2 separate regions of the Mus musculus genome follow, and region 1 is linked to region 2. Evidence: chromatin contacts called from public promoter capture Hi-C data. All regions are on one chromosome and are shown on one strand. The core of a region is the stretch at or near the end of the contact, and the rest is flanking DNA. Distances in the headings are between cores, read along the strand shown.

What was found. Promoter capture Hi-C pulls out the DNA fragments that hold promoters and counts their contacts.
Region 1: a promoter capture Hi-C map of liver shows a contact between it and region 2, with 2.3 times the contacts expected there. The contact joins the enhancer-like site here to the promoter of 4930402F06Rik in region 2. A contact is called at or near these places in 4 of 39 promoter capture datasets (HPC-7-derived erythroid cells, embryonic stem cells and liver), 1 of 115 datasets of contacts at active chromatin or transcription factors (large pre-B cells) and 2 of 9 other capture datasets (adipose tissue and embryonic stem cells).

The regions. Positions count from the first base shown.
Region 1 is chr2:35,847,917-35,850,729 of GRCm38.p6, forward strand. All of the region lies in intron 6 of Ttll11 (tubulin tyrosine ligase-like family, member 11), which reads right to left. Among named protein-coding and RNA genes, the nearest start is that of Gm10829, 7.8 kb to the left of the region's middle. Within about 2 kb of position 1,410, at least 11 of the 459 cell types and tissues checked have an H3K27ac peak or open chromatin away from gene starts, as enhancers often do.
Region 2 is chr2:35,395,697-35,398,474 of GRCm38.p6, forward strand. 4930402F06Rik (RIKEN cDNA 4930402F06 gene) reads right to left here and starts at 1,478. Exons shown (of 6, transcript NM_001080709.2): 1 at 1,210-1,478.

The DNA of each region.
Region 1 (2,813 bases), core at 160-2,659, 450 kb after region 2:
AAAACCTGACGATCGACAGGCATAGTTTTATTAGCGCATGAACCTTTTATAAATTTAGACTATACAAGTGGAGGTTTAAACACGTACACATTCCCAGGAGACCACAGTTAGGATCACAAGCAGGGGCTCAGGATAGTTTGCTTGGTAAGGTTGCTATGCAAGCATGGCAATCATTCGTGGTGGCATGTACCTGTAACCAAGTGCTGTGAGGGAAGGGGACAGAAGGGTCCCTGAGTCCTTCTATGGCTAAATCTATGAGCTCTGGATTCACTGAGGCACCTTATCTCAAAAAGAAAGGTGGACAGTAATCAAGGGAAGACACCTGCAGTCAGCCTACAGCCTACCACGTGCGTTCACGTCCTCACTGCACCACACACAGAACCGAGTCTCAAAGTCTGGTGTTAAGTCTCTTATTAAGTTTTATGTGCAGACAACATACATTTGTCACATTCGCATAAAGTGCCTCATTTCTTCTCATTTGTGAAAAAAAAAACTCTTTACCTTATCAGATACCACCTTTATTTACAGTAAGTAGAACCTTTCAGTTAAGTTGAAGAGAGCTTCAACTTAACAAAGCAGGCTCCTCAAACATGAAATGAGTCTCGAGGCCCTGCAGCTATGTGGAATCTCCAGAAAAGTTGATGTGTTATTCTAGGAGGACTGGGGACATGGGCAGCTTGTGGCACAGGAGTGGTCAGCACGCTAAGTAAGACTGGTGACGCCCATCAGGGGCACTGATGCAAGCCTCTGCTCTCTTGTTCCCTGCACTCATGCTTGTTTGTAGCCTGAACTGGGCTCTGGACTAAGAGATGACAAAGAGGCATGAGGGCCAGGACACACTCATGCCACTGAGTGAGGAAGAGTGACAGCAATGCTGAAGACGAGTGTTCTACCCTCGAGAGGTGACTCTAGACTGGTCACTGGGCCACCCTAGCTATGTGGGAGACTGGGTCTGAATCACTCGTCCTTGGCAAGATGATCAAAATGAAGACCCTAAATCACCTCAGTGAGTATTGAATTCAAAAAATAAAGCTGTGCATGATTATAGAAAAAGAATTCCCATTTTAAGCGACCAAACTTACATTTTGTTCATCAGTGACAAGTGTACCAATCATGTTAGGATTTTATTTATGGGGAATAAACACAAGAAGTCACTAAACAGAAGGTCACAGAAGTCTGGGAGTCCGGAGAGTCCCTTAAGGGTGACTGGGGCCTGACTGGCTGTAGAGTGAGCTGGAGGTGAAGGTGAAATGGAGGGAGCCTCACTCTCAGCTATTCTAGAATGAAGCTCCCACTGCACAGTGTTCTGGGATTTGCGTAGATTATGGGTCCAAACACACAAAGTCCCCAGGGAGAAAGAAAGGCTTTGTGTGTTCGAGGCTTGGCCCCCCGGGGGCTCAGCTTCACTCACACAATTGGAGTGAAACACAGGAAGTGATCATTCTGAAGACAGCACAGAGGTAAAGTGGCGCTTTCTCAGCCACATAAAAACTAAAACCATGCCCCACAGCTTACAACACACCAACAAATGGGACCATTTGCTGGCTGGTGAAAGTCTTTAAAGTGGATTTCACATCAGTGAGCCTGGGAAGGTCTCCTGCTTCAGCAAGAAAATAGCTCGCCTGGGGCCAGTCAGCTTTGGTCCCGTCCGTCCCCCCCCCCGTCCCCCCCCCCCCCCCCCGCCGCCAGCCACCCAACCAGGTGGTCCTGGTGGCACTTCATGCTTCTCTCATCCTGACCTTTGTGTCTCTAAGATGGAGCAGACAGGTCATCACTGTTCAAATGCCAACATCCTAGCATTGAACTTGGATCTTCCTAAGTGCCCTTTTTACATTTTCAGTGGCTAGCAGCTATTAATGCTATCCACTATCCGTATCCTAAGCCCACACTGCTCGTCTGTGCGGAGTCGCTGCTCTGCCTTGAGAGGTAAGGAGGTGGGAGGCACTCAAGCAGGGAAGCGCAGCTAGTGGGTTGGAATCCATCTAATTACTTGTTTCATTTTATTCGGCCATTAATTGGGAACACGGTAAGGTTCAAAGACCTAATGATTAGTATTAGCTTCCCCTGTTCAGTCAGGCCGCCTATCTGCCCACTCCACCTGGCTCAGCCATTCACTGGGAAATTGCCTGAGCGGCAGCTATCCCATTTGTCAAATACTCTGAGTGCTTGGTAATGATCTAATGTGCCCTGGGCAAAGAGCACATGCTAATGGCACCAGACTGCCCAGCATCCTCTGAAGCCCTGGTGTGTATGCAGACCTCGCCCAGGCAGACTACTAAGGAGACCACAGGGCTGAAAAATTAAAACAAGCTGCTCGACTGAGCTTCTTATCTGAAGGGGAGTGATATATGTTCTTAAGTTTCTTCAGCCCGACCGTCTCCCCCTGCCTTCCAGACTCTATGAAATGCCCAGATCGCTGTTGCACACAGACCTAAAGTACCCACAGACCACTGAGACAGGGTACTTGAACGTTGGGAGCTTGCATCCAGATAATGACATCGCAAGGACCCTGTAGGAGGGACCTGCTTCATCCTCACACCTCCTGCCCACCTTGGGTTAGCAGCATGATTCTAGAGTACTCCAGAGTCTCAAGAAAAATCTCTCCTCTCTCCTCTCTCTCCCCCCCACCCCAACCTTTCCTTAGTGAGGTTAGAGCGCCTTGACTTCTCCTCTCTGGATTCTTGCAGTATTCGTCATTAAGCTATATGGCTTTGCTTTGATAATAGATCTTCTGCCCTCCCATCTCTCTCCCCTATCTGTAAAACAGGGTCTCACTGTGTAGCCCATACTCCACATACCATATTTTACAGTCT
Region 2 (2,778 bases), core at 228-2,727:
TTAAAACTTGTTCTTATTTAGGGTTTGTACCACAGTAAGCCAAGATTTTAAAGCTCTACTAAAAATAAAACAAACAAACAAACAAACAAACAAAAATCTACTTATCTACTTTATGTTCATTTAATAACATGTCCATCATTCTTATGATTGGTATAGAAATATATATTGTGTTGAATATCATAAAAAATTAGTTGAATTAAAAAAAAAAAGAAGTCTAGCTGGGATTGGAGAGATGGCTCGGCAGTTAAGAAACACTAGCTGTTCTTCCAGAGGTCCTGAATTCAATTCCAGCAGCAACAAGATGTCTCACAAACATTTGTAATAAGATCTGATGTTCTCTCTGTCATGTACACACACATGCAAATGCATCACTTATATACATAAATGAATAAATCTTTTTAAAAAATGTTTATCATGTGTATATATCTGGTTTCATAGATAAAGTGGAATGGGCCAGCAAGATGGCTCAGTGAGTGAGGGTGCTTGCTGCTAAGTCTGAGGACCTGAGTTCAGTCACTGAGACCTACATAGTAAAACAACAGAACTGATTCCCTCAAGTTGTCCTATGACCTCTAAAGGGGACCTCCACACAAATAAGATATAACAAATTTAATAAAGCAGAAAATGGAGCAGAAATCAAATTTAACCCAAAATTTCCAAATTCAATTTAGAAGAAAATGATTAATAGAGAAATTTAAGAACTTTAACAAATGCCAAACCAAAACCAAAACAAAACAAAACAGAAACAGAAACAACAACAACAACAACAACAAAAAACCCAAAACCCAAACCAAAAAAGACAACATCAAAATAAAAGCCATGCACAAAAAGCAAATTGTTCTAATGGCAGTCATTTCCAAGGTCCCAAGACTAACAGTCCCACAGGAAAGTTTTAAAACCCCCGATGTCAAGCCTACACCAAGACAACTGAACAGCAGCAATCTTTGGATGGGATCCAGATGTGAATATTCTCAATCCAGGAAATTCCAAGATGCAGCCAATTGTAAATTGTGAATAAATGTTGTGTCCCTTGCCACTAAGAAAGACAAAAACTCCGTTGGGCTGCCTGTGGATTCTGGAGACGGTGTTCCACCACAGGGAGTGTCCGACTGTCTCCTGTCCACCTGATAAATATACAAAGCAGTAAGCTGCCCAAGAAACCCTGGAGGAGGTCGTCAAGTGGTCGCCGCTACTGGGATGCTTTCTTACCCAATGGATGCTGATGACCAGTGTCACCTATAAAGTTGAGTAGCCCAGAGAGGGGTGGGACAGGTTGTTGAAGGCTATAGCTCCCCTTGATAGAGCAGTTGAAGCAAGGGCCACTGAATTCCAGATCACTTCTTGGTGTGTGTTGTGTTGCTACCACCAAAATACCGAAGCTGGGTGCTTTACAAAAAGAAAAAAAAATGTTCCTCCAGCTCCAGATGTCCCAGAATCCATTCAGTTTCTGTTGAAAACCATGTGGCAGTCAGCCAGAGGCACTGTGTGGAGCGGAGCATGGGTTTGAGTGGTGGAGGGGAGCTGCCAGGCTTGCTAACAACCATGTCACAGAAGCCCATCTCCAGAGCGACAGCTCACTCATAGAAAAGCATTAATCCCTAGTCAATGCCTAACACAGCACTATCCACTGGAACCAAACCTCAGTGTGAACTCCACGGGGAGAACCACATCTCAACCATACCACACCTACAAACAGTAGCACCCTTGGCGCACATAAGCAATGTGTCTCTCCTCTAAGTCAGCGTTAAGATTCCCTCCTACTTCCCTTATGCCTTCTTTATTAACTGTGGTATATGTAGGGTTGATTTCTACCTGTTTATTTGATAAACTGCACAGTACACCTACAGCACCACTAAGCTATAGAGCTAGTTCCATTTATATGAAGGATCAATAGCATTTATACAAATGACGCTGCCTTTAATAGCACCAAAAAGAATGTTTTCATCACTCCAGAAACTGGTTCTCTTTGGAACTCCTGCCCCCTGGTGTCCACGAGAGGGAACTGCTTTGTCTTAGCTCTGGTTTCTAGGGAGGAAGTGGAGCTTTAGAGTTTCCCACACAGGCAAACAGATAAATCTGTTAGTGAACTCTGAAAGAGTGTAATTCCAGCCGCTCCAAGATTGCCACGAATGACATTTCTTGAGATGGGGTGAAGTTTGCCACCCTGTGCAAGTGTGAATCACTTAGCAGTGCCCTTGTATCCACCCACTACATGCCAGTAGCACCCACACTCACGATCCAGTTAGGACAAGCAAAAAAAAAAAAAAAAAAAAAAATGCAAATGCAGCCACTGTCATTGCCAAGTGGCTGCGAGGGCTGGAAGGGAGATGTGAGCTGAGAGCCGCTGATGTGCTGCTGTGGGGAGACAAGGAGGCCAGGACTTACTGCCCTGCGAGCAGCACGGAACCCTGTTGGCCATGGCACTGGCATAGAGCCTCAACCTGAACCCAAGCTGAAACCCCGAGGTCGCAGCTTGTGAACCACAGGGAAAAGGTTCTGTCTGCTGGACCACAGATGGAAATGCTAGTAGCAGGGATGTGAGAGAGCTGGTCCCATCTCCAGTCGAGAAGCAGAGAGATGCTGATGCTCTGCCTGCCTTCTCCTTTGTATTCAGTCTGGGACCCCACATTGACTGGTGCCATCCAGTTAGAATGAGCCTTGTTACCTCTGTCCACCCAACCTAGCAACTCCCTTGTAGACAAGCCCGATGTCTGTTACACTGGGAGGGAGTGGGGAGCATGCCTAGGCTGGAAAGATGGCTCAGCTGATAATGTGTCT